Regions from separate parts of the Mus musculus genome. Here region 1 is linked to region 2. Evidence: chromatin contacts called from public Hi-C data. All regions are on one chromosome and are shown on one strand. Each heading gives the region's core, a stretch centred on a gene start, on an enhancer-like site or on the middle of the called end of the contact. The rest is flanking DNA. Distances are from core to core; before and after follow the strand shown. Region 1 has its middle 9.8 kb from the start of Fam241b. Region 2 overlaps Col13a1 (collagen, type XIII, alpha 1).

What was found. A called contact is a pair of places that touch in the nucleus more often than the background predicts.
Region 1: a contact with region 2 is called in a Hi-C map of cortical neurons, with 2.0 times the contacts expected there. The contact joins two enhancer-like sites. A contact is called at or near these places in 1 of 484 Hi-C or Micro-C datasets (cortical neurons), 3 of 115 datasets of contacts at active chromatin or transcription factors (astrocytes, embryonic stem cells and forebrain) and 1 of 9 other capture datasets (pancreatic islet).

Annotation. Positions count from the first base shown.
Region 1 is chr10:62,098,551-62,104,015 of GRCm38.p6, forward strand. No RefSeq gene overlaps it. Among named protein-coding and RNA genes, the nearest start is that of Fam241b, 9.8 kb to the right of the region's middle. Within about 2 kb of position 3,156, at least 42 of the 459 cell types and tissues checked have an H3K27ac peak or open chromatin away from gene starts, as enhancers often do. A contact at or near this core is called in cortical neurons, where this site is marked.
Region 2 is chr10:61,947,790-61,953,459 of GRCm38.p6, forward strand. All of the region lies in intron 2 of Col13a1 (collagen, type XIII, alpha 1), which reads right to left. Among named protein-coding and RNA genes, the nearest start is that of Gm51766, 9.6 kb to the left of the region's middle. Within about 2 kb of position 1,957, at least 17 of the 459 cell types and tissues checked have an H3K27ac peak or open chromatin away from gene starts, as enhancers often do. A contact at or near this core is called in cortical neurons, where this site is marked.

The sequences.
Region 1 (5,465 bases), core at 1,906-4,405, 150 kb after region 2:
GGGTGTGTGTACATGAGTGTGTGTATTGTGTATGTATGTGTGTGAGAAGGGTTCCTCCTGTTGGAAGAGTCCCAAGGAAGCCGGGGTCCATCAGACTCTGTTCCAGGAAGCCTTGGGGGCTCCAGACCCCAGAGGCAGGTAGCTGTTTAACCAATCCTCATGCTTTCTTCTGTTGACACCATCTTTGTCTAATGTCTTTGGTCTCCAGAGTTCCACAGACGTCTACGAGCCCCTTCCCTCAGCTGTGCCACCTTACACGGTGCCTGTTCCAGAACTCCTAAGTATACAAAGCTTCTAAATTTCTACCCACCCATGCGCAGGACCTAAAAATACCCACGAGGGAGTGCCACACCCCAGACCTCCTCCTCACAAACCAGCTGTGTAAACCTGCCGTGTATATGTAGTGCAGTGGCTGCTAAAACAGGGTCAGAACACAAGAAACCGTTAGGCCCTGTACAGCTCCTTTGAGACAGCCCTGGGCTCCACCTACTGTCCAGGCAGTCCCTTCACTGAGAAGGCACAGACCAGGAGAGAATTCTGCAAGAGCCATGCCCTTAGAGTTTGCAGACAGCTTCAGGAGGCCTAGTGATGGCCTTGCTATTTCTGAGGGAAGAAGGGCGAGAGAAAGCAGGAAGGAAAAAGTGAGCATTTCACATTCCATCCAAAGTTGGAGCCTGCAGTGTCCCCCAAAGGCCCAGGTTGCTAAAGGCTTGGTCCCCAGTCTACAAAACCTTCAAGAGTTGGGGCCTACTGGAAGGAAGTTGGGTCAGTGGGGACACACCCTTGAAGGGGACCTTGGGACTCCCTCCCTGTCTCTCTTCCTACTTACCAGCTGCCCAACCTGGCCTCCTGACCTGCCATGTTCCCCCCCACCCCCAGCCACGTGCCCAAATCAACAGGCTGAGGAGACATGGCTAAAACCATGAGCCACAGTTAAGGTTTCCTCCTTGTGAAGTGATCTTTCTCAGTCAAACACAGAGTGTGACCCACCCACCCACCAAAGTGGTGAGGAGGTCCGTTTGCCTGAAGCCATCAAGGGTATAGGAGAGAGAGAGAGAGGCCTAGAAACTGTTACTCGGGAAACACAACATACTATATAGATGATTCTTACTAGTACAAAATGGAGCTGGAAAGCAGATTGGCCACAGGAATAAAAAGAAAATGAAGGAGGAGGACGGGAGGGAAGAAGGGAGAGAGGGATGCGGAGGGGGGGAGAGAGGGAGGGAGGAATCACCAATGTATCAAAGCCAGGCAAGATGAAAGCTGTCTGCCACCTTCTCTAAGCCCTCAGTCCCTCTCTGTGGCTCATCCGATGACGATGACCAGCCTTCCTACCTGGTCCTCAGAGCTGCTCTCAGGACAGAGCTGGCTCCATGTGAACTGATTTTAGGCTAGAATACTGGAGAGGACAGCCACCAATCCTCACCCCGCCCCAAGTCCACCTAAGATAGACTTTAGGTGATATAGATCGACCTGGACACCTAAAGAGAGCAGCGGGACAGGATCCCAGGGAGTCTGGTGTGTCACGTGTTCCCTAAGAACTCAAGAGCCAGCACTAATATCCCTTCCTGGGCTGCAGGCCTGTTTCCATGGTTACGGAGACCCTCATGCCGTGTAAAGCAGGAAGGGAAATGGACCACAGGTCCCCGGGAGCCCAGCAGCCTCTCCTAGCCCTTCCTATCAGCCCCTCCCCTCCCCTGCCCACCTGCCCCTCCCACTAGGATCCTTTGTGTTTGACTGTTCAGCAAATGCCTCTGGGGGGTCCCTCACCCCCCTCTGAGCCCCCTCCTTCTGTCTGAGGTGGCACATGTTCCCTCTTCCCTTGACTGATCTATCTGGCAGAACAGGGAGAGAGGACTCTTTAATGAGTCTCCTGCCTTCATTTATTACTGTAATGGCTTCAACTTGGGGGACAGGGGCTGGCAGGCATTTAATATGTTTTCATGTCCACAAACACATTCCCTGCTTGGCAGGGAGAGAGGAGGTCTGGTTTAGGTTTGCACTGTGGGGGTGATTTATAAAAGACACCAGTACTGGGGACTCCCCTGCCAGGACTTAGCCTCCTTGTAGCCCTAGCTCTCCCTTTGGCCTCCCCTAGTCCCTCCAGCTCAAATGCTCCCCCTTTTAGCACCCTGCCTGAGGCTGGGCTTGCTTCCCTATCTTCCCTATGCCCACCTTCTCTCCAAAGCCACTCAGGGGAAAATGGCTGCTGACAGACACCCTCAGGTTGCATTTGATGGCTTCCTGCATTGACTCACATGGCCTCAAAGGGTATTCTGGGTAGAAAGGAAGGAAAGTAGGTCCATTTTGACACATTTCTCTGTGACCACCCACCTGGGGCTGCCGAAGTGCTTTGTGCATGATGTTGCACAAACCCTTGGCAGAACAAAGATACTGGGAAGAGAGATGGTGTCCCTCCCTTGGCTGGTAGACTATTATTCAAACCACTGACCCCGGGGAACTTCACACCGGTAGAAGGAAAAGACTGAAGTGTGATGTAGCCAGAGGAGGAACCTGGCCATCACCAGCAATTGATCACGACTCTGACTGCTTGTCTGCCCACCTTGCAGAAAAGACTTGGAGCAGAAACAAGGGTGATGGGACGGACCACATGCCCTGGCCAGGGTCACTCCACTATGCACACCTCTAGTGCTTTAGTTAAACTGAAACAACATGTTATTGCTTCAAGTGTGGACTTGAGGGTCACAGGACCTCTTTGTCTGTTTCCTTTCAGGGTGGCCGTATTGTGTGCATCTCTTCTCTCCACTTCCATTGGTACTTATCTCTGTAATCGATCTATGGAGGATGGGTGGCTAAGCCTAGCTCCTTAGGGCTGCCAGTGTACAAGCTCCGATCCTAAAACTACAGTGACAGCATAAGAGGGGGATGTTTGCAGGGAAACCTTGTTTTAACAAAACACATTGGGACATCATGGCTGGGAAAATGCTCTGGGAGAGGCATCCTGGTTTACTATGATTGAGAAAGAACCATTTGGGCTCCATTGTCCCTAAATAGAAGCTGCTGAAATATAGAAAAAAAAAAAAAAAAAGCCACAAATCACTTCTCAATGAGGTGAGAATCTCCAAGGCAACCTGCCCAGGGCTGAACACCAGGAGGCAGGAGATGCATGGTCACCATGGAAACCACATCCTAGAAACCCATTGGTATTGGTTTGCCACATTGCAGATGAGGTAATGGGGGTGGAGCTAGACCTGCAGGGTCCCTGGAGACTAGAGTAAAGAAAGGTGTGGGAGGAGGAGAAAAGGAAAGAGGGAGAGGGTTGGAGAGAGAGAGAGAGAGAGAGAGAGAGAGAGAGAGAGAGAGAGAGAGAATATCTCGATCCAGGCCAGGCTCTAGGCCATCTCTCTGAAGCTATATGAGGGAATGGGCCAGGAGCTGAGATGAAACAGATAAAGAAACTGGCCTAAAGCCCAGAAGGATGAGCAGTTGTAGCAAGGTGCCACCATATTGAAAGTCTTTATGGATGTATTCCATCTCTCTAGGTCACTCACTCAGCATGAGTAATTCTCTAGTGCTGCTCCATCGATGATAAATTCAGAAGGATTTGGAATCAGAACAAGCCTAGCTGGGTCCCTCAGGTCCTCCGTTGACCCTGGGTGCTCAAGCACAGGGTGCGAGCTCACCCGCAAAGCCTGCCTCTGGCTCCAATTACTCTCAGACACGTTGGCTGGTCCTTTTCTTCCTAGAAGCTAAGTAGCACCACCTGCTGGTGGTCTCTGGAAGCAAGGCAGCAGTGACTAGTGGTCTCTCCCAACTGTGCCTCTGACAAATCTATCTCTTCAAGCAGGTGGGAGACTAGGATCCATCTCTAATCACCCTCTGGTGTCCTGGGGACCATATGAGTCCTGTGATAGAACGAACCACAGAACACAGCCTGCCCAGATCATCAGTTGGCCATGTGACCTCAGCCAACCATTGGCATCCCTGGGCTACAATGCATGTCCATGATAAGGAATTTGTATGAAATTCCCCCATTGGGGTTCTTGACAGCTTACACAGCAAGCATTATCCTGTCCTGCAGAGGACAGTTCCATCAAATCTGAGGAAGGAGAACACCCCAGAAATACAGTGCCATGTGTCTCTCAGCATCTACGTGATTTAAGGCAACCTGGTGCAAGAGGGCCCACCACCTCCACTGGCCAAGAAGCAGGAGCTAGGCCCAACAATACTACTGTGCAATCAAGCCTGAGACAGTCCACTGCAGCTAGCCTGCCCTCCTCTGATGTGGAGAGGATCCCAGGGCTCCTAGACATATATCAGAGGAGCATAGCTGGGAACCAGAGCTACCCACAAGGCACTGTGGGGACTGGCCTCTTCACCCTTTGACACAGGAAGGTCTCCACAGTGAACAGCCACTCAGAATGCAGAGATGCAGGCCCTTCCTGAAGCTGGCTATCGGGAGATTAGTGCTAGACCAGTTTGGTGGGTGGGGATGGTAGACCTTAGTCTGGGCAGCTAAGCTCACAGCCCAGCTTTCCCGTCTGGCGTGACAACATCCTTGTCCTGTTTTCCCACTGGCACAGCCAGGTCTACCTCTCAGGGTCTGCTGGAAATTAAGCTCTCACGCTCCATCTTTCCAGGATGAAGCCTGGTCCACAGCAACACATTCATCATGATGCTCCCTTAATCTAGACGATCTTCCAACTTCTTGCCCTATCAAGAGCGTGTATACAGCAGGCTCCTGGCTGTTCCCTCCACCTGTAATCCTACTGAGCACTTGCTGTATGCAAAGCACTGTACCAGACAGCAGGGCTAGAATGACGGGAAAGGTAGTTTGGATGCAATAACCCACAGAGCTTCTGGTCTAAAAGAGAGTCAGGAGATGGACAGACATCAAACTGACAGACTCACAGCAAAGCTGCTGAAGGACCATATGACAAGAAGGAGTGAACCTGAGTGGTCAGAGAATTATCTTTGGCTCTCTTCCTACATGCTGGAAATAAGGGTGTGATGGCTGGTGCTTTGCAGCTATTGTGGATTCTGAGGCAACGCTGGGGTGGCCATCATTCTTGAGAACTGTATTGTCTGCTCTTGGCTTTTATGAAGACTGAGGGGCCATTTATTCTGTTTTAAGAACTTCAGTTACCTAATTGCTTCTCTGCCCTCCAAACCCTCTGAATCACATGCCTAGAATTAGTAAGGAACAGGCTGTCTCCCCATTAGCCAATAGGAACCTGGGTCAGAGGAGTCTGGGCAGGTTTTGGTTAAATTCACTTGAGTGGAAGGAATTGGCAGGAGACAGAAGTCTTGCTGAATAAAGCAGGTTAGAGATGAATCCGGGGTGACAAGCTGGGACCAATCTTTAGGGCCATCTGCAGACACAGCTCTAGAGTCAGCAGTTAAAGACAGGCCTGAGAGAAAGGACTCAAAGCCAGGAGGCCCAGCCTCCACACCAGAGACTCCTCAAGTCCAGCCCCCGGCTAACCAGGACTATGCCACTCAAA
Region 2 (5,670 bases), core at 707-3,206:
GAACTGGAATAGAATCAATTGTGTGTTTAAAGCAAGAGGTAGGAAGTGGTAGCATAGTTAAATATATACCACGAGAACCATGGCTAGCTGGGTTTCCTTGCCCACACCTAACAAGTGATCAACACCTGCCATTTCTCTCTCTGAAGTATCCCTTCACCATCTTGTCATCTCTCCCATATGCCAAATCTTCTTCTGGTGGGACCTTCGGTGTCCCGTTTTGTTTTGAAACAATCATATGTAGCTGAGGCTGGCCCCAAGTGCCCTATGCAACAGATGGCTCCTGTTACCCTGCCTGCCTCTGCCTCCCAAGCACTCAGATTCCCAGCATGTACCACCAGGCCCATCTTCTTTCATAGCCTCGTGCTGGCTACTCTTACTGCTTCTCATTCTTGCTTTTTTCTATACTCAAAACTGGGCCATGTCTCATCCCTTCTCAGAGACTTCCTCTGGATCCCACTGCCCACCAAATGATGGTCATTTCCCAAGATGCTGTTCAATTCCCTCCACAGCCTAGCTCTTCCAACATCCAAGGTATCTGTGTGGTCCCAGGCCACATACTCTACCACTATGCGGCACCCTCAGGCCCACATTACTGCAATCTTTCCTGTCTTTCAAGGCTTGCTTTAACTGTTGCCTCTTCCTTGAAACTTTTCCTGATCCCCTTACAAGAATAATCATTCTTGGGGCTGGAGAGACGGCTTAGCAGTTAAGCTAGGTTTGATTCCCGGCACTCATATGGCAGCTCACAGACAGCTTTAACTCCAGTTCCAGGGCATTCAGGGCCACCTTCTCCCCTCTGGGGGCAGCAGGCAGGCATGCACATTGCCTTAGGGTTTTACTGCTGTGAACAAACACCATGACCAAGACAACTCTCATAAAGAACAACATTTCATCGGGGCTGGCTTACAGGTTCAGAGGTTCAGTCCATTATCATCAAGGCAGGAAGCATGGCAGCATGCAGGCAGGCATGGTGCAGGCAGAGCTGAGAGTTCTACATCTTCATCTGAACGCTGCTAATGGAAGACTGGCTTCCAGGCAGCTCGGATGAGGGTCTTAAAGCCCACACCCACAGTGACACACCTGCCACTCCTTGGGCCAAGCATATACAAACCATCACACACATGATAGGCAGATGTACAGGCAAAACACCTATACACACTTAAAAAGGCATACCTCTGCCTCTGATTAGTACATTCTGAACCCTGTTGAGCACAAGAAGGACTGTCTGAGTGCCTGCCACCAGGAAGCATCAAGCATCTCCTGGATCCACTCTATGCACAGGCAGGCCTGGATAATTTGGCATTGCTGCTCACAGGCAGCTTAGAGCTCCAAGAGTTCAAAGCCAGGCGGAGTCCAGCCATGCACTCCTGTTGTGTCCTGGTGGGTTTGGGTGAGTGGGTAGCAGGAGAGAACTCACTCTGCACTGGCCATAATTTCTGCCCTCACACTGCAGGGTCTAAGGCAGCTTCCGGCAGGTAAATGTGTGACACACACTTGTGGAATCCTGACGGGTGCAGGCCCTTCCTCAGTTGTGGGGCAAAATGGCTTTTCTGTTCACGTAGGAATTCAACAAACAAGGAGAGTCACCTGGGAGTCTACCCACAGTGAGCTGTCCAACTGTCCCCTGTGACTCTCAGACGATCCAAGACAAAGGAGTTTCAACAAAAATACCATCACAGCCATCCTAACAAACTGCTGTCAGGAACTTGGCCCATGGCCTCTGTGTGCACAGTGGGGCTTCAGGAAGAAGGGTAGGGAGATGGCCTCTGAGTAACATGCTGTCATGTTGTAACTGGAGGGTAAAGGAAGGGGGTGTCTTTCTTCACAAGCTAGGACCTCAAAGCCCTGAGCCTAGCCAGTTAGCATCAGTGAATTCCAATGGAGGGGCCAACTGGCGCCCTTACTCACTAGCACAGATCCTTTCTTCGTTTCCCATAGCAACCTACAGTCTGCTTTCTACTAATAGCTGAGATGTAGCCGAGTCTCCTCTCCCTGACACTTCCCATGTGCACAGCACAGCTGGTCAGGAGCTGTCAGAGCAGATTAATTTGTAAAAGATGGAAGCTCAGAGAGGAAATAGATTTTCCAGGATTGAGAGTCCTCATGGAACTGAGACTCCAACAAGGGCTCCTCACGCCACGGCAAATGCCGTCATCCTATCCCCGAGAGCAGCAGGCATCTCACATGCTTTAGCTCTCTGATCGTGTCATCTAAATGATCTGGCCTCCAAAGGTGCAGAGAGGGAGAAAGGAGTGAGCTGGCAGCCACCTGGGCAGCCTTGGCCCTATTTTCCCACTTAATTCTGTGATAAAGGTAACCTTGCCTCACTGGACAAAGGCCGTATGCTCTCCTTGTGGCTCCGTGTCACCAGAAGCTTCTCTGCACTCCTGTCACCATCATCCTTACCATCACGACGGTCATCATTATCACCATCATCATCATCGACACTGCCACCATTGTTGAAACCAACAATCATTTAGAGTCCAGTATGTGTCAGGCTCCATGTTGACCTCGGCAACCCCAAAGTCCTATGCTGTCACGATCTCCCTTTTTCATGAGGTCTGGAGATAATTCACTCATAGCCCCAGGACTAAGAGATTGGAATGCAGGGTGTTGGAGGTACGAGCCCACACTCCCCATTGCTACCCATTGCCACTGCCAGGTAAGTAACCTTCTATAGACAGTAGTACATCCTCCTGTATGATGCGCTGGCCAGAGACATTCAAGCAGGCCCTTGCATTCACTAACTACTGCATTCTGGGCTACAGGGAGGTCTCAGCATCTTCGTCTCATGATGATGGAGACTGATGCTCACAGACAGCAAGGTCCACGCTGTGCTGGAAGACTGGCTGTCTGTCTGCTCACGTGGGCTCAAAGCACTGCTGAAAGGCACAATAAGCAAGCCAGGAGGTAGAGGCACCAGGAGTACAAGAGTTCATAGCCAGGCGAAGTCCAGCCATGCACTCCTGTTGTGTGGGTTTGGGTGAGTGGGTAGCAGGAGAGAACTCACGCTGCACTGGCCATAATTTCTGCCCCCACACTGCAGGGTCTAAGGTAGCTTCCGGCAGGTAAATGTGTGACACACACTTGTGGAATCCTGACGGGTAATACTGAATACGGAAGGTATCTCAGAGGTAGCAATTCTGAGCAGCAGAAGATGGGCAGGGCAGAAGGGAGCCCATGTTGGGGGTGAGGGGCGTCTGCTGAACCCAGGCTGGATTTGTCCCCTGGTGTTGTCACCAGCACAAGGTGGAAACAGAACTCAGGCCCCAAAATGGACACACATCATGCCTGTTAGAGGATCCCAAGGGAGTATTTATTAATAATATCCACTAATCTAGTAATATTCTCTAGTCAACCCCATGGTTAATAAATGTTTTATCTTGAAATACTTCAGCTAGTCAAAGAGGCTTAAAAATCATTTCAGGGAAGTTCTGACACTGGCTACAACATGGCTAAACCTTGAAAATGTTACATCAAATCCACAGTGGGAAGAAGGAGGCTCAGGTGAGGGCTGAGGGAGGGGAGGGAAATGACGGGAACTGAGCAAAAAGGTTTCTTTTTGTGGTGATAATAATGTCCTAAAATTGGTTGCAAGGATAAAGACACAACTCTGCAATCATACTAAAAAACTGTCAAAATGTACAATTTAAATAGAGAAAATACTTAGATCAGTTACATTTCAATCAAGTTGTTACAAGCTTAGGTAACAGCTCTGGCATCTATAGCACCCAGCTAAATAGTCATCTAAGCACTGAGTACCTGGGGTCTTCGGCCTCCACCATGCCCCCCACCCCTGCCTCGCTTATCATAACAGACATTTAGTTATGTATTATTTTGTGTTTTGAAACTGGGTCTCCCCAAATTGTATAGGCCAGCTTTAAAATCACTCTGTGACCCAGAAGGTCCTAATTTGTAATCCCCCTGCTTCAGCCTTCCACTCCCTAGGATTCCAGGTGTTAAGTCACAACATTGGGTTATGTGAAATATTTAAGCATTTATGACATATACCTATGCACACTGTGCAGTTTCTGACTTTATATAAATACCTAGTATTGTAAATCCTCCTCCTGCCATTGATTTTCTATCGTATCATAGATCCATCCCTGGAATGGATCAGATCTAGGTCCAGCCGACTCATGCTCCCTGTAGATGGCAGCTTTTTGATGCCAATGTTATACTGTAATGCTCTGTGACATCTCCGGACACTCTCCTGTCACATCATAGCTGCCCTCTCTCCTGTCCTTTACCTTGCTGCAGTCCCAGTGCTGCCTAGCCAGCCTTTCCTCTCCCATTCATGCACATTTTTCTCTGCAGTGACTTGATGGAGAGCAATTGTCATAAGCATGCGTACTTCTCCAGGCTGTATCTGGGGGGGGGGGGGGGGGAGCTACTCTGCCAGGGAAGCCTTCCATCCACCAAATGCTGACAAGTTAGGGTTCACCATCATCCATTCTTCATAAATGCACACACGTGCGCACCAAGGTCCAGAGACAAAAATCTACCTGAGGCCTTCGGGGTCTGGAGCAAGCTTTCTGCATCCCTCCCACCCCACCCCTGGAACTTTCTAGTTCCTCATTTTTATTTCCTTACAAATCTCTTCGACCACCGGGGTGGACGTTATCAGAACTGATCGAGGAGAAACACACTATCAGCATCGTTTTGGGAATCTGGAAAGGCTTTCAGGAGGAAATGGCGAAGAAATGAGCCTCAGAGGATTCCCCCAGGGGCCCTAAAACAGGCCAAGAGCAGGGGAGGAAAGAGCAGACACTGCACTCTTGCAGCTAGGCAGCATCTGGCCACTCGACGGCTGTGGGCTGCTGGGGCTCTCCCGCGCTGGCCTGCCTTTCTATGAGCGGGGCAGGAGATGCTGCTCAAGGGCTTCTGTAGTACAGAGCCCTTTCCGCACTAAAACCCCAGCCTCCTCGGCCCAAAGGGCTGGGACTGACAAAGAAACATCTTAACTTTGCACTTGCTTTCTGGGCTGGTCATCTTTGAGGCCCAGCATCCCTGGTCCAGGTGGCCAGGGCTCCAGCAATACAAATGTCCCCAGAGGGCCTGCTTTGAATACATGAAGGATAAGGGTAAAGGGTACTGCGGATTTTTGTCTCTATCCTAAGGGTCACGTGGGATGCTGAAGTGCTGGGTTAGCGAGAGCTGTGCGTTAACTTTAAAAACACCACCTGGCTTCTGTGTGAAGTGGTGGAGGTGGCACACAGTGGCAGTCTGGACAAAACAGTGCTTATGGATAGGGAAAGATCAACAGTGGAACCAACAGTTCTCTTTTCTTTGAGGTACTGTCACTCAGTAGCTTGGAACTCACCATCAGCCTGGGATGGTCTCCAATTTGCAGCAATCCCACCCTGCTGAGTGCCAGGGCTACAGAGTTCTAGCCCTGGGTCACCAGGCCACCCTTCAGTGACACTTGTGACTGATGAGATGTGAGGGAAAGATGGACTCTAAGAGCCCTCCTATACCCAGTAAGATGGCTCAAGTTGACCCAAGTCTGGAACCCCGAGACCCACGTGGTGGAAGGAGAGAACTGATCTCTGCAAATTGTCCTGTGACTTCCACATCATGGCATGTGCATTCCTGTGCATGTATGTGTGCATGTGGGTGTGCATGCACACACATACAGTTTTTAAAACCTGCTTAGGTACTGGGTAACCT